2 separate regions of the Macaca mulatta genome follow, and region 1 is linked to region 2. A link is a contact called in public Hi-C data. All regions are on one chromosome and are shown on one strand. The core of a region is the stretch at or near the end of the contact, and the rest is flanking DNA. Distances in the headings are between cores, read along the strand shown. Region 1 overlaps FTO (FTO alpha-ketoglutarate dependent dioxygenase). Region 2 overlaps FTO (FTO alpha-ketoglutarate dependent dioxygenase).

What was found. A called contact is a pair of places that touch in the nucleus more often than the background predicts.
Region 1: a Hi-C map of fibroblasts shows a contact between it and region 2, with 3 times the contacts expected there. The contact joins two enhancer-like sites. A contact is called at or near these places in 2 of 14 Hi-C or Micro-C datasets (blood and fibroblasts).

The regions. Positions count from the first base shown.
Region 1 is chr20:49,374,886-49,382,671 of T2T-MMU8v2.0, reverse strand. The region is part of intron 7 of FTO (FTO alpha-ketoglutarate dependent dioxygenase); the gene reads right to left. Among named protein-coding and RNA genes, the nearest start is that of FTO, 200 kb to the right of the region's middle. Within about 2 kb of position 6,306, at least 3 of the 40 cell types and tissues checked have an H3K27ac peak or open chromatin away from gene starts, as enhancers often do.
Region 2 is chr20:49,253,573-49,260,471 of T2T-MMU8v2.0, reverse strand. The region is part of intron 1 of FTO (FTO alpha-ketoglutarate dependent dioxygenase); the gene reads right to left. Among named protein-coding and RNA genes, the nearest start is that of FTO, 75 kb to the right of the region's middle. Within about 2 kb of position 5,026, at least 2 of the 40 cell types and tissues checked have an H3K27ac peak or open chromatin away from gene starts, as enhancers often do.

The sequences.
Region 1 (7,786 bases), core at 5,057-7,556, 120 kb before region 2:
TGCCCTCATGGAGATTATTTCAGGTAGAGACAGACAACAAATGGATATATGGGATAATCGCAGTTGGTGGAAAGTGTTAAGAGTACAGTAGAAAAGAGTAAGTCCCTGCTACAATAAGAGAGTGCTTGGTCAGAGCAACTCTCTCCAGGAAAGTGATATGAGCAACTGAATGAAATGAGGGAGAGAGTCATGTAAATTACAGAAGGACGGACATTCAAGACAGGGGCAGTGGCTTACGCAAAAATCCTGGGCAAGAGTGGGCTGGGCATGTTCTAGACATAATACGGCAGATGTTAGGGGAGGGAAAGAGGGGGAGCACTGATGGAGGTCGAGGAATGGACAGATCCTGCAGGGCATTAGGCCATTGCAAGGAAGGTGGATTTCTAAACGTGATAGTAGGTTTGAAACAGGGGAGTGAAATGACGACCTGCCTTGTATCTCAAAGGAACATTCTGATTGGGATGGACATAGGGTATTAGAAGCAGGAAAGCTGGTTGAGAGGCTATTTTATAAACGATGGTAGTTTTTACCAAGGTGGTAGCACAGGAGGTAGTGATGGGTAGTCAGGTCATGAGTATATTTTGAAAGTAGAGCTAACTGGATTCACTGATAAATCAAGAGATACATCAAGAAGACTCCAAGGTTTTAGTCTGGGCAACTGGATGGTTCAAATTACTGAACTGTGAAACACTAGGGATTACAGAAATCAAACCGTGGGTTTTGGATATGTTACCTTTGAGATATTTATTACTGGATGGCTGAATACTGCCCACCCTTCCCAAACAATGTTCAGGTGTCCAAGACACGAAACTTCAGTATCAGAAACACATGAATGTATTACAGGCATTGGTCTATGCCACCACTCCCATCCTTTAAAAAATGTCACTGCTAACTGCATGAAAAGTTTATGTCATTAAGTAAAATATGAAACCTCTTAATCCCCCAACATCTGTTAAAGAACATCTGATGCATAATTCTGGATATTTTATAATTTGTCATTTCAATCAATAATATTTAATAAGAGGGCTATATATGTTCAAGCTACCACCAGTTCTAAGTCTTTATAACCAATGCAGATATGGCTATGCAGGTATGTGTAAAACATTAAACTTTAATTATGAATAGTGCCGAAGACTCCAGATTTTTAGTTGAAAGCTAATTTTGTCAATCAAAATAAGTAGGAGATTCATTGAGTGGTATTAAAAAAAAAACAAGTAGGAGATGATCTGCCTGAGATTTTTATACATCTGAAGGAAAAATTTACAATTGAGACTGTCACAGGTGGTTCCAGATGGACTGAGATCATGCAAAGAAAATGAAAAAAAACACGTCAATCACATTTAACTTGTTAGGAAAAGATGCTATTAAAAATATCATCTACAATCACAGAGATCCTTTCAGGAATGCAGAAAAAATAGATCACAGTTCCCTTTGGTTAAAAAAGGGCCATTATTTTGCAGATGTCAACGAGGAGGGAACAGGATGGTGGTTATGTTACCCATAAGGCATGGAAGGGCCAACTTAATGTGTTCCCGGGGCTCTCTGGTAAGTCATTTTTTGGCACTGGGAGCACATTTCTCCATAGAGACATTTTTGTACAATATGGAAAGATTCCCAGCCCAGCCTCCCGAAGTATTTAACCCACAGTGGATAGACGCATTGCAAGAGGAGCACTGAGTTCCAAATTGTTGTGAGTCCCTTTAGCTCCTGGACTGAACCCCAGCTCCAGAGGAAGGAAAATGAGGAAAGGAAAGGGATGCTGTCACCAAGGAAGACTCGGTCAACCGGCCTCGAAGTAAGGATTCCTCAGCTGAAGACCGTTCACACTTCCTTCTAAAATCAATACTGGTGATACCTTGCATTTATGTGTTTCATATTTTACAAACTTTCTCATTGGATCATCATAACAATACTCTTCAAAAGGTAACAGGTTTAGCGATTATTCCTTAACCAACTTGGGGAAAAAAAAGATTCTAACATCTTGACAATATTCCAAATAAATGGCATGACATCCTTTGGAAATCTTGCTTCTCTTTCAAAACTGCAGGTCTGATGATTATTATTATTATTTTGCAAACTACTTCATTCTTCTAGACTGAGATTCTTCTAGGATATTTCAGAGGTAATTATAATAAAATAAATAACAGCCTAGAGCTGAATTTAATCCCTCTACCATGCTCCCCACCTCCCCCCCAAAAAAAACAACCTAGATGAAATAAGGTATATCATTTGTTTTATGTTATATCTTCTCCAGGAAAAATAGAAATTTCTGACATTCCAATCCTGCACCAGGGTTTCTTAATTCATATCTGAAATGCTATGATGGTCTGCTAGTCAAAGCAATCCAAAATAAATTCCAGCAGCCAAGGCTAAAATAGCACCCCAGGGAAAATAGCAGGATCTTCACACCTTTACATCAATTTGAATTTCAGGATGGTTAAAACTATTTAAAGCAGCAGAATTCATCTTTTTTTCTTTACGTATAGAATGTGTGAAATGTGCGCATGTGTGTGTGTGCACATGTACGTGCGTGTGTTTAACGAAGGTTGTCAAAATTTAGCCAAATCCTACAGAACCGAGGTTAAAACAGAAACCCTGGCTGTTTACTCCAGTTTTTCTCTCCACACACTAAGAGTTAAGAGAGATGGCAAGGCTGTCACTTGGAATTTCCTAGCTCCTGTCACTTTGTCTCAGCATCTTCAGCATTTTTAGTCTTGCTCCTATTGTGTGCAGAGCAGAGGCACTAGGAACGATCCTCTTAACATTCCTGAGATGTACCAGGCACATCCTAGGACTTGGTACCAATAAAGCTCAACTCTCACACAGCTCATGTAAGGGTTAAAAACAGAAAGTCCTACCCACTGGTTTGCTCTGATGTTCCTGGAGATATTGTCACTGGATGTATCCTCAGTAGAATTCTATTCAACACCTCTGTCTTTAAGTACAAAGCTGTAGGCTGTAGCAGCTTTAAGAAACATAAGTATCCCTTTTTTCTGCTGCACAGTATCTGTGTGTGAAATTCTCTAAAGGGGTTTAAGTATTTACCCTGAACACTATCAGACGGTTTCTAAAATTTTCCTTATCCAGTTGCAAAAACACTTCAAAGAGAATCATAAACACAGTCCTTTGTGCTTTCGATGCACACTGTGTTTTTGAGGCTTAAGCCTGAATTCTCTTGGAATTGTATATTCTTTTTTCCCGAAAACACAGGATACACAACACTTTCTTGTAAAATTCCTTACTAAAGGTGCAGACGCTTAGGGAAAAAAATGGAAAACTCTGAAATTCATAAGATAATCAAAAAAGGAATCAAAACGTGTAAGAAATTCATTGCTAAATCACATGTAAAATTTCTCCCCAGATGTTTTACTTTTAATAGAACAATATAGCTGTGGGGAATTGGAGTGGGTGGGGAATTGGAGTGGGTGGGTAGGAAGGAGAATGGAAAGAATCGAGCTTCCCTGAACACTTTTAAGATAACCAAAAACCAAAGATTTAAACCAAAGATTTTAAGCTGCTCCAGCTGCAAGTGACTTTTTCGTTTTTCCAAATTTTCAAAACTAAACATAAAGGTCTGCATACCGGTTTCAGAAACTGAATTTTTGGATGCTTATGACTCTTTATCCACCTCTAATCTGTGCTTATCTTGAGTCACTCAGCACTGCCCCAGTCAAAAAAGAGAATTTACATTTTAATTTAAAACCACTAGACATCTCACATAGGATCCTAAATTATTATAATATACTCTGCTCCTAAATCAGAAATGCTAACCCTGAAAAAATGAGGAGACTGGATTATGTTGGCTGATGTAACTTACTGTGCACATTAACACTGAAAAAAAGGGAGAAAAAAATTATACACACACACACACACACACACACACACACAACAATTGGTGACTTTCCCATTAATGCAAACAAAAAAAATTCAATATTTATATTTACATCACTTTCTTCTGCACATCCCCAAAAATTTTCAATCCTAGAAGGAAGTTTAAAATAAACTTAGCTAATTGAACTATAATACAATAGCAAATACCAGTATACTCAGTAAATATTTCAGTAAATGGAAAAGCAACCTTGTTCCTATATTCAGTTTTAAAGAATTTATTCTAAAGCACTCTGATGAGAGCTTCATTAATCTCTCCAAAAATAAACAAACTACTGCTCGGCTCAATCATTCCCTATGACTGTGTAACCTACATGAAGTGTAACCTACGCTGAGGAAGACTCATCCACACAGCCACGGGCAGGCTCCTGGCAAGGGCCTTCCCAGATGATTTACACAGGCCAAAATAGCAGGGGAAAAGGCATGACTCATCTTAAAGTTAAACTATTATAACTAACTTGTCAGGGACAACCTTTACCTTCTTAAGTACATTTCTCTCTTAAAACTTTAACAACAAGAAACTGGTTACATTATTAAATAAAACACCTACTCATTTTCCACATCTCTCTGCTCTCCTGTGCCAAATTTTAACATAAATGGATAGAAATAAATGTAGCCTATAGCTTACCTAACATAATTATATGTTGTGTTTTACACTGTTTCAAAACGGATACATTAAAATAATCCAGTCTTGGCTCCTACCCACTAAAGTCAATAAAGGTTATTAAGGCCAACTGCCATTTAAATGCATTGCTATAACAGCACAAGGAATTGTCAGAACAGGAAATGCAATTAAAAACATTCAAAACCATCAGGATCTACTTTTTCTTCTAAAAGAAAAAAACCAAGGAAAACAGCCAGAAGAATTTCTCTCCAGTATAGAAATCATCAATACTTTTGAAAATGTTTACTCTGAAAACGATTGTCAAATATTTCCACTGGATTATACCAAATTGACCTTTTTTTTTTTTTTTAAGGTCAATAGGAAAGGAATAAATGTCACCAATTTAGAGGATTTCGCACCTAGCATTCTTTTCTGTATCATTGTGAATTTGATAGTGTTAAAACATTTTTATAGGTAAAATAAATGTCAGTTTTGCAAAGAGCGATACCAGACCCTGAGAGACAAATGGCCTATCCGTTGAATCTCTGGCTACAGCAAGACTTCCTCACCTCACAGGAGACTTTAGCTTTTCATATTTCTCTTTACCCAGAAAGCAAAGCAGTTGCACAGTTTCTTTCAAATGGTAACTCTCTCTTATCCTGAAGAGTCTTCTCATAACACAATCATCTTGGATGGCGGGGGCGGTGGCGGGAAGGAAGTGCATCGGGTTTTTAAAAAATTAAAATAAAAAACAAATATTTGAATAGTATTATAGTGTTATAATGCCATCCTCAATAGGGAGCAAAGAGGAGGGGAAAGGCCAGACTAAATTCCTGGGTTATAAGAAAGGGTTATGTTGCTTTGGGCTTAATGGCTCATACATTCATGAGGTAATATTCAGGGAAAATGTGATATTTTATCAGAATGTCATTCAAATATAAGGTTTAACATTTACATCACAAGAGCATGGACGGGGTAAAACTATCCGCCGGGAGAAAAATGGCAAGAATAAACAGTGTGATAAAAATGGTGTTTGCTGGGACAGGAAATGGGAAGTGGAGGATGGGGGAGTTTTAGAGACAGCTGACTAAACTTTTTGAAATATGTGACTGGTTATGACATGTGAAGCAATTACCATTAATGGAAGAAAAGCGATTTCAAAGCTCATTTTCCATTCTTCTATATCCTTCCTGAGACTACACCTTCCAACCACAAAGTGAAAAAAGAACACAAAGACAGAAATCACAGCGCAAGTCTCTTCCCTCGTACAAGGGCCGATAAAGGTTGCTTTACTCATAAGCAAAAGGGGAAAAGTAATGTACATATTCCCTGAGGTTTTTTATTTTATTTTCTCAGCAAAAGAGATTGATGATATTTTGCAGGACAAAATGCACTGATTAAAGAAATCCTTCCACAACACACACATGATTTTACAATTCAAAAAAAGCATAAAGATAAAAAAGAATCATTTGTCTAAAATGATCATCATTTTGAGTCAGATAGTCCCTGGAAGCAAAGTGAGGACACTCAGAAATTCCATTTGGATTAGTCTAATGCTATACAATCCAAATGTGCACCAAACACTGTACTTTTTATGGTAAATTGCTGTTGAATTTGTTAACCCACAACTGATATCCTGTGTTATGGAATCTTGGAGATTACAGCTAACTTGAAGCAACAGGGATAATTCTTGACAGTTAATGGTATTTTTGTATGCATTTTCCTGAAAGGCTAACATCTTGGGGCCTCAATCTGGTAGCTCAACATTGCCCCCTACTGCTGGCAACTGAGAAAATATGAGGTGGGCTGGTACCAAGTGGAAATCTAACCAGCCACTGCCAATTCCACCCGAGTATACACATACCAGATGGCACTGCACGAACACAGCCACAGAACCGTAGACCCATCCAACAATTATTCTGTTCTGTCTTTTCCAATAAAAAAAAGAAATTACTTGAATTTGTAAGAAGTCATTTGTAAAAGGCTTGAAGCAATGCTTACATTTAATTTGGAAGAAACATCCCTTTTATCTGGGCCTAAATCTTGACTCTGCTGATAAAGATCATCCCAAGGCATGCTGAGGAGAGACACTGAGGCCACTGATCTCCCTCAGAACACTTAGGAATTCCATGCCAACTGCTGGGAAACTTGGGCCAGAGAGTTCGCAGAATTGTTTTTCCTTTTGGTATTTTTTATACAAGAGCGACAAAACAAAAGATATTTTCTCTTAACGAATGTGCCACCACCTTCAAATTATTTATGCACCAATTTACGTAGATATAACTAAATCCCTTAAATGAATTCATAATGAATAACACTGGTAAGCTCACAATACCAATATTTTATTTTGTGTGTGTGTGTGTGTGTGTGTGTGTGTACGTGAGACAAGGTCTCACTCTGTCACCCAGGCTAGAGCGCAGTAAGGCGATCACAGTTCACTGTAGCCTTGACCTCCTGGGCTCCAATGATCCTCTCACCTCAGCCTCCCAAGTAGCTCAGACTATAGGCACGCACCACCACAGGCGGATAATGTTTTTTATTTCGTACAGATGAGGTCTCACTATGTTGCCCACACTAGTCTCAAACTCCTGGGCTCAAGGAATCCTCCCAATTTGGCCTCCCAAAATGCTGAGAAGACAGGTATAAGCCACCTTGCTGGGCTAGATTTTACAAAAAAAAAAAAAAAAGGCTCTTGAACAAAAACAAAATCAAGGGCCAAGTACGGTGGTTCACGCCTGTAATCCCAACACTTTAGGAGGCTGAGATGGGCAGATTACCTGAGGTCAGAAGTTGGAGACCAGCCTGGCCAACATGGTGAAACTCTGTCTCTTCTAAAAAATACAAAAATTAGGCAGGCACAGTGGCGGGCACCTGTAATCCCAGCTACTCGGGAGGCTGAGGCAGGAGAATTGCTTGAACCCAGGAGGCGGAGGTTGCAGGGAGCTGAGATCGTGCCATTGCACTCCAGGCTGGATGACAGAGCAAGACTCCGTCTCAAAAAAAAAAAAAAAAAATCATTAAGAGCTCCTTTCTTATTTGCTCTTCAACTCTAATTCACAGAGTTGTCAAATTACAACTTCAAAGTCAAGCTGATGTCTTAGAGCCAAGGTTCATCAAGTTAAGAGGTTCTAACTCATATGTAAATGGACAAAATCAGAATTACACAGTAGGAGGAAAAAAAACGTTGCCCTGAAACTGAAGCTGCCTTTATATAAGAAGCCCATAAAAATGGAGAGTACTCATAACAGGCTTAGTTTAGGAACAGAACTGACCAAGGAGATTTAGGCACAGACT
Region 2 (6,899 bases), core at 3,777-6,276:
TAAATAAGCTATAAAATATGCAATGATTTTAATAACATTACATTAAAATAGTAATATTTAACAGTTCTTGACTATGTACAATGTGTCAGAAACCATAAAAGATGCTAAGTACTACCTTATTCAATTCTTACAATGGAAGGATATAATAATATTTCCATTTTATAAAGAAGAAAATGAAAGTCCTGAAAAGTTAAGTAACTTCTCCAAAATCACACAGCCAGTAAATGATAAGGCCATGATTGAAATCCAGACAGTCTAACAGCAGAAACTCACTCTGCACTGCATCAAGTGATTTAATGACAATAAAATCTAGGCTGAGTGCGGTGGCTCAGGGGCTCATGCCTGTAATTCCAGCACTTTGGGAGGCCGAGGCAGGTGAATCACCTGAGGTCAGGAGTTCTAGACCAGCCTGACCAATATGGCGAAACCCCGTCTCTACTGAAAATACAAAAAATTAGCCAGGCATGGTGGTGCATGCCTGTATTCCTAGCCACTTGGGAGGGTGAGGCGGGAGAATTGCTTGAACCCAGGAGGTGGTTACAGTGAGCCCAGATTATGCCACTGCACTCCAGCCTGGGCAACAACAGCAAATCTCCATCTCAAAGAAGAAGGAAAGAAGGAAAGAAGGAAAGAAGGAAAGAAGGAAAGAAGGAAAGAAGGAAAGAAGGAAAGAAGGAAAGAAGGAAAGAAAGAAAGAAAGAAAGAAAGAAAGAAAGAAAGAAAGAAAGAAAGAAAGAAAGAAAGAAAGAAAGAAAGAAAAAGAGAAAGAGAGAGAGAAAGAGAAAGAAAGAAAGAAAGAAAGAAAGAAAGAAAGAAAGAAAGAAAGAAAGAAAGAAAAAGAGAAAGAGAGAGAAAGAGAGAGAGAGAAAGAGAAAGAAAGAAAGAAAGAAAGAAAGAAAGAAAGAAAGAAAGAAAGAAAGAAAGAAAAAAAAATCTAGTGATGCAGTGTTGGGACACTGCTGTAGCTCAGCTGGTCAGGGAAGGCACATTGAGTGGGTGTCATTTTAGGCAATACACAAATCACAAGAAGCCAGGCCCAGACTAAAGATCTGGGGAAAGTGTTCCAAGCAGGAAAAACAGCTGGTACAAAGGCCCTAAGGAAGAACCAGTCTGGTGGCTTCCAGGGACAGAAAGCAAGCCAGCAAGTCTGGACCACAGTGGACGAGCAAGGACAGAGTGGCTGGTGAGCTCTCAGAGCTACAGAACCCAGGCTGTTCTGGTCCTGTCAGCCAGAGCAGGAGAAGGATCTCATTCTGTTTGTCATTAAGTCACTGAAGAGTCTTACAGGCAGTGAGGCGACATCATTTGATATATATTTTTAAAATAAATCCAACTTATGTATGGAAAGTGGATTATGAGAGGGAGGAGACTGTTAAAAGTTGAAGTAGGGAGGCCAAATTGGGGGTGCAGAAGTCTGTGCAAGAAATGATGGTGGCTTGGCCTGTAGTAGTAGTGACAGAAGTGGAGAGAACTGTGCAGGTTCAGGATATATCAGAAAGTCACCATGAAGATTAGAGGAGGGTGTCTAAAACACCTACTAGAGCATCTAACACACAGCAGGCATTTACAAGTGCTAGTTACCTTCCATGGCTAGCATTAATTAATAAGAGGTTTGAGATAAAACTAGAAATTAATGGATATAATGTACATTATTCAGATGATGGTTACGCTAAAAGCTGACCCAGACTTTACCACTACACAATATATCCATGTAACAGAACTGCACTGGTACCCTTTACATGTATACATTTATATAAATAAACAAACTCTAAATTGTACCCAAAATGACTCTTTGGCATCTCTGCCCCAATTTCTCCAAGGAAGCCCATAGAAGCTTAGAGTAAATTGGGAGTGCACCAAATTCAAACCACAATAGAGAATTGATCTATTAAAGGAGCTGGACTGTTAAATTAAAACCGTTTCTGTGTGCCAAGCTGAAACACAAAGGGATCACTCTTCTTTAACAATAAAGACCAGTTAAGGGGAGACTCCAGTTACACAATCTCCTCCTCTTCACCGTAAGGCACTTAGATGGAATTTTTTTTTTAATAGAAAAGACAAACTCTTGAGTAAATGTAATAATTGTTTCAATGATGTGCCCCAACCACCCAAGAAGTTAAAAAAAGAAACTGGAAAATTGGGATTCTTCTATTACATGATCAGTTAATTGCTGCCTCAAGTCTAGGCTATATTCACACCAGCAAAGGGATGATGTTATTTGGGAGCTCTGACAGCCATTCAGGAAGCAGAAAGATTGCCTTCCAAACATAAATAAATAAACAAGCAAGCAAACAAACAAATAAAGCAATCAAAGGCTTACAAATGAGGCCAACTGACTTAGAGAATTTTCGCATGTTGCTCAAAATGGGTTCTTTTTTTACAGAAGGCTTTTCTTAATGGCCCAAATAGGAGGTCCTATTACCTTCTCAGTCATCTCACAAACAACTGATCTCTGCAGCCCTTGCCATTCATTATTTTTCTAACAGAAACAACAATTCAAAACAAAACAAAACAAAAAAACCCACAATCACATTGAGTTAGGTTAAACATGTATTATCACCAAAGGCAGGTAGGGAAAAAAAAAAATCTCCCTGTGCTTCTTAAACTCACAAAATCAGGCCCCAGGAATTCTGATCCTGGGCTAACAGCAATCTCAGAACAGGAGAGAAATTTTCTCCTCCAGGTTGCCTCTTATTCCACTCTGAATTTTTAGCTACTCAAATCTTCCTATTTGGTACAGTGCGGAAATTTGGCAAAGGTTCCACAAGATCAATACTATTTTCATAACAATACTGTTATTTGCTGTGTGGACATTTCCACTGATGGTTTAAAAGAATGCTGGGTAAAACTGCAGGTGCCTTGTCACTAATCAAGCCAGTGGTACCCAACTAAACTAGTATTCAGTTTTTTTAATATCTATATTTAACTGACAAGTAATACATATTTATGGAGTACAATGTGATGTTTCCGCATTTGTACACATTGTGGAATAATTAAGTCAAGCTAATCAACTTATCCATCACCTCACATACTTTGTGATGAAAGCATTTAAAATCTATCATTTTAGCAATTTTGAAATATACATTATTTTTAACTATAGTCAGCAGGCTATCATAATAGACCTCAAAAACTTACCAGTCACTGTGTTCTTTACCACGCATTCCATTTAAAAGAGAAAGAAGAGAAAGGAAGTTAGTTTCACTTAAGCATGTCCTCAGTAAGGCAGGAAAAATCATCAATTCTATTAAATCTTGAGCTTTAAGTAGCTATCTTTTTACTATACTGTGTGACAAATTAGGAAACATACATAAAGTACTTCTGATAAATACCAAAGTAAAATGGTCATCTCAAAGAAAAGTACATGTGTGATTTGAGTTCTGGGCTGAATTTGCCCCACAGAACACCATTTTTACTTGAAAAAAATAGCTGACTGATATTTTTCTGGTTAATCAGACTTGAGTATTTGACAGACATTTCTCAACAATTAATAAAGTGAGCTTGCCACTTCAAGAAAAACAACTGACCATATTTGCTACCAATGATAAACTTCAGATTGTCAAGAAAAATCAGACATTTAGAAAATTTATATTTGCTACCTTGAGCTTGGGGCTTCCCAATACTTAAAGACTTGTACCATAAGATCAGTGGTGATACTGATGAGTGTAACCTTTTTTTACATTATATAATGAAATGCATCAACATTTGGAAGATCTGTATAACTCAGTGACATGATAATTTTCCAAATGATCAAAACGTAATGTTACAAAATCATTTGAATGTAAAAGATGCATTCGAAGTGCAAAAGAGATAAACAGATTTTAATATAACAAAGTAGGAAACGTTAATTAAGATAGCTTGAGATTCCACCCTGCAAGTAACCTTTAAGAAATTATCACTTGTCTAAAGAAAATGGAATAATATTCAGCCTTACAAAAGGAAATTCTGTCATCTGTGACAGCATGGATGAATCTTGAATCTAGAGGGCATTATGCTAAGTGAAATAAGCCAGGTACAGATCTCCCTAAAATATGCAATCTAAAAAAGTCAAACCCATAGAAGTAGAGAGTAGAACAGTAATTGTCAGAGGTTGGTGGGATAGACCGGAGAAAGGGGAGATGTTAGTCAAAGGGTAAAAAATTCAGTTTGACAGGACACCTAAGTTCTAGTGGTCTGTTGCACAGCATGCTGACTAGTTTACAGTAATGTATATTTCAAATTTGCTAAAATAGTAGGTTTTAAGTATTCTCACCACAAAGAAATAATAAGTATGTGTGGCAATAGGTATGTTAATTAGCTTGATTTAATCACGCCACAATGTGTGCATGGAACATCACAACATGCCCCATAAATATAGATAATTATTGTCAATTAAAAACAAAAATGTTTTAAAATAGAAGCTATCACTTGACAAGTTTGGGAATAATATCAAAGAAAAATATCAACATTTAATAGCTGAAGAAGCAATTAAAATACTCCCTTTTTCCATTACTGTCTGTGTGAGGCCAGATTTTGTTCATATAGTTCAACCAAAACAACGTATTACAGCGACTAAACAAAAAAGTGTAAGAATCAAGCATCAAGCTAGACAGGAAAGAGATCTGCAGAAAAGTAAAACAATGGCACACTTCTTGCTAATTTTTTACAGTGGAAAAGAGTTATTTTTCATAAAAAACATTACATTAACTTGTAATGAAAGGGTGTTGCTATTTTTAAATCAATAAAGGCTTTTTAGTTCCTAGTACAGTAAATATTGATAGGTATAACCCATATAAACAAAAGATTTTTGGGTCCTCAATAATTTTTAGGAGTAAAAAAGGGTCCTGAAGCCAAAAAATTTGTGAACTTCTGGCCTAAAGCAAATACATAATAGCTGCCTTCTCACACACACAAAAAGCAGAAAGAAGCCAAAGTGAATTTCTTTGGGCTTTATTGTGTAATTCGCTTAAGGCCCATGGGCCTTACTAATTTGCATGTCTGATTTACTCAGAATCCTTCTTCCTCCTCCTCGCTGGCGAGAAACCACAGACAAATTCCATTGCTATTTCACAACCCACACTTCAGCAAACTGCAATGCAGGGGTATGGACATGGAGCTCATCCAGCCTGGCAAACGGGGATAAGGAGCTCAACTCCAGGGTTTTCCTTCCCAGGGCCCTTTTCAAACACTAAATCCACAAAACTCAGCATTAGTTTGCTCAAAGCAAATAGTTAATTTGTCCTTTCAATGGTAATCAAAAGGACAAAATCACACAGCTAGAGTACCGCTTCAGCCCCCAGACTGACCCTCCACCATCCCCTTTTTCCCATGCAAGTAGATGTCTAAACCATGAAAAATCAACAAATCAATCCACAACAAATATTTACATTGTCTACATAAAAAGGAGTGGAAGGTATACAGTCATAAAAAGAAAACTAACAATACAGGTAATAAAATTAAAACGCCTTAGTAAACCATGCTGTAAGTATGAAGAAGGAGAAAAAAACTGTGCCTAAGCGATCAAAGGAATAAATAAATGAGAAAAGAAAACAGACTATTAAAAGCAGGCAAAAGGATAGCAGAGCTGAAAAGTTAGTAAAGGACAAGACACTCAGACATCAGTGATTAGACCTTTTGGCTAAAATTCAGTTCCAGCAGGGGGAAAATGGAAGATAAGGCTGGAATGATAGATTGCACCCTGATTATGGTAGGTCCTGAAAGTCAAGCTAAGGAGTCTGGATTCTATCCTGCATGTAATGAGGAGCCTCAAAAAGCTTTTGAGAAGGACAGGGAGCACAATGGAAGCATGTTTGTTATTTGTTGTTCTGATTTTTAAACACCAATCTACTTATAATATGGTTACAGTGAAAGAAACCAAAGGCCAGATAAAGAGACCACTGCAAAAGCCCAGGCAGAGAGGAGCTGGACCTGAACAAGAAGACAGCAATGGAAATGAATAGGAATCAAGAGTTACAGATAGGTAGGTGGATCTGAAATCTAATATGGTACCAAAACACATGACTAGGAAAGGTGGGGCCATACAAAGAAATAAGGAAGTCAATGTCATTAACACATCTACTGAGGGTCCAATAAACTAGCTGCTGTGCTGGACAGAAAATGCAATACGAGTCGGAGGTAAAGATATTTTATTTTAAACATGCTGGGGGAAGAGGTAGATAAGGTGGTACTCAGCACCCTTCCAATCTCCTCTTATTGTGCCTTCCTGTAGAGCAGAGGATGAAAGGTAAACACTATATTTCTCAGACCTTTTTGCAGCTAGGAGTTCTGGATGAGAAATAAGTTTCATCAATTTAATGGCGGCATGTGAGAATCAGAAGTCAAAAATAAAATGGAGGCCATCACCTTGACTGTTTCAACTTTTTTCGCAGGCAACATAGTCATGAGGCAGTAACATTCCAGAATCTGGCCATTCACTTTGTAGTTCTCAAATGCCAGTTTTAATGGTGGTACCTTCCTGATCCCAACTACAACTATGGTTGTGTGTTCTTACAAATCAACAGTTCTAGGAATGACTCCTGATTCTTAGCCCTTCCCGAGTGTGATGGATGAGCGGCTACCCTGGCAAGCCAGTCTGTGATATTGTTTCAGAAGCCCATCTCTGGAGGCTCCACCTTCAGCCCATTTCTCTGGTCCTCCTAATGACTTTATATGAACCTATTTTCCTATCTCACATAGTTTCTGTTTCCTAAAACTAAATCCAGCCATATATAAAGGGCTTAAGTAAAAGCAGAATAACCAAGTGAAAATAGTTGATACACAGTTAAAAGAATGGAACTTAAACCTTGGAAACAGGGCCAGGCCAGAAACAGAGCCAGGCCACAGTGTATGAAAATAGGTACTATCTACACAGATGTAGAAGTCTGAGCCCTCCAACTACGTTAATCTATCCTCTGGAATTTCTA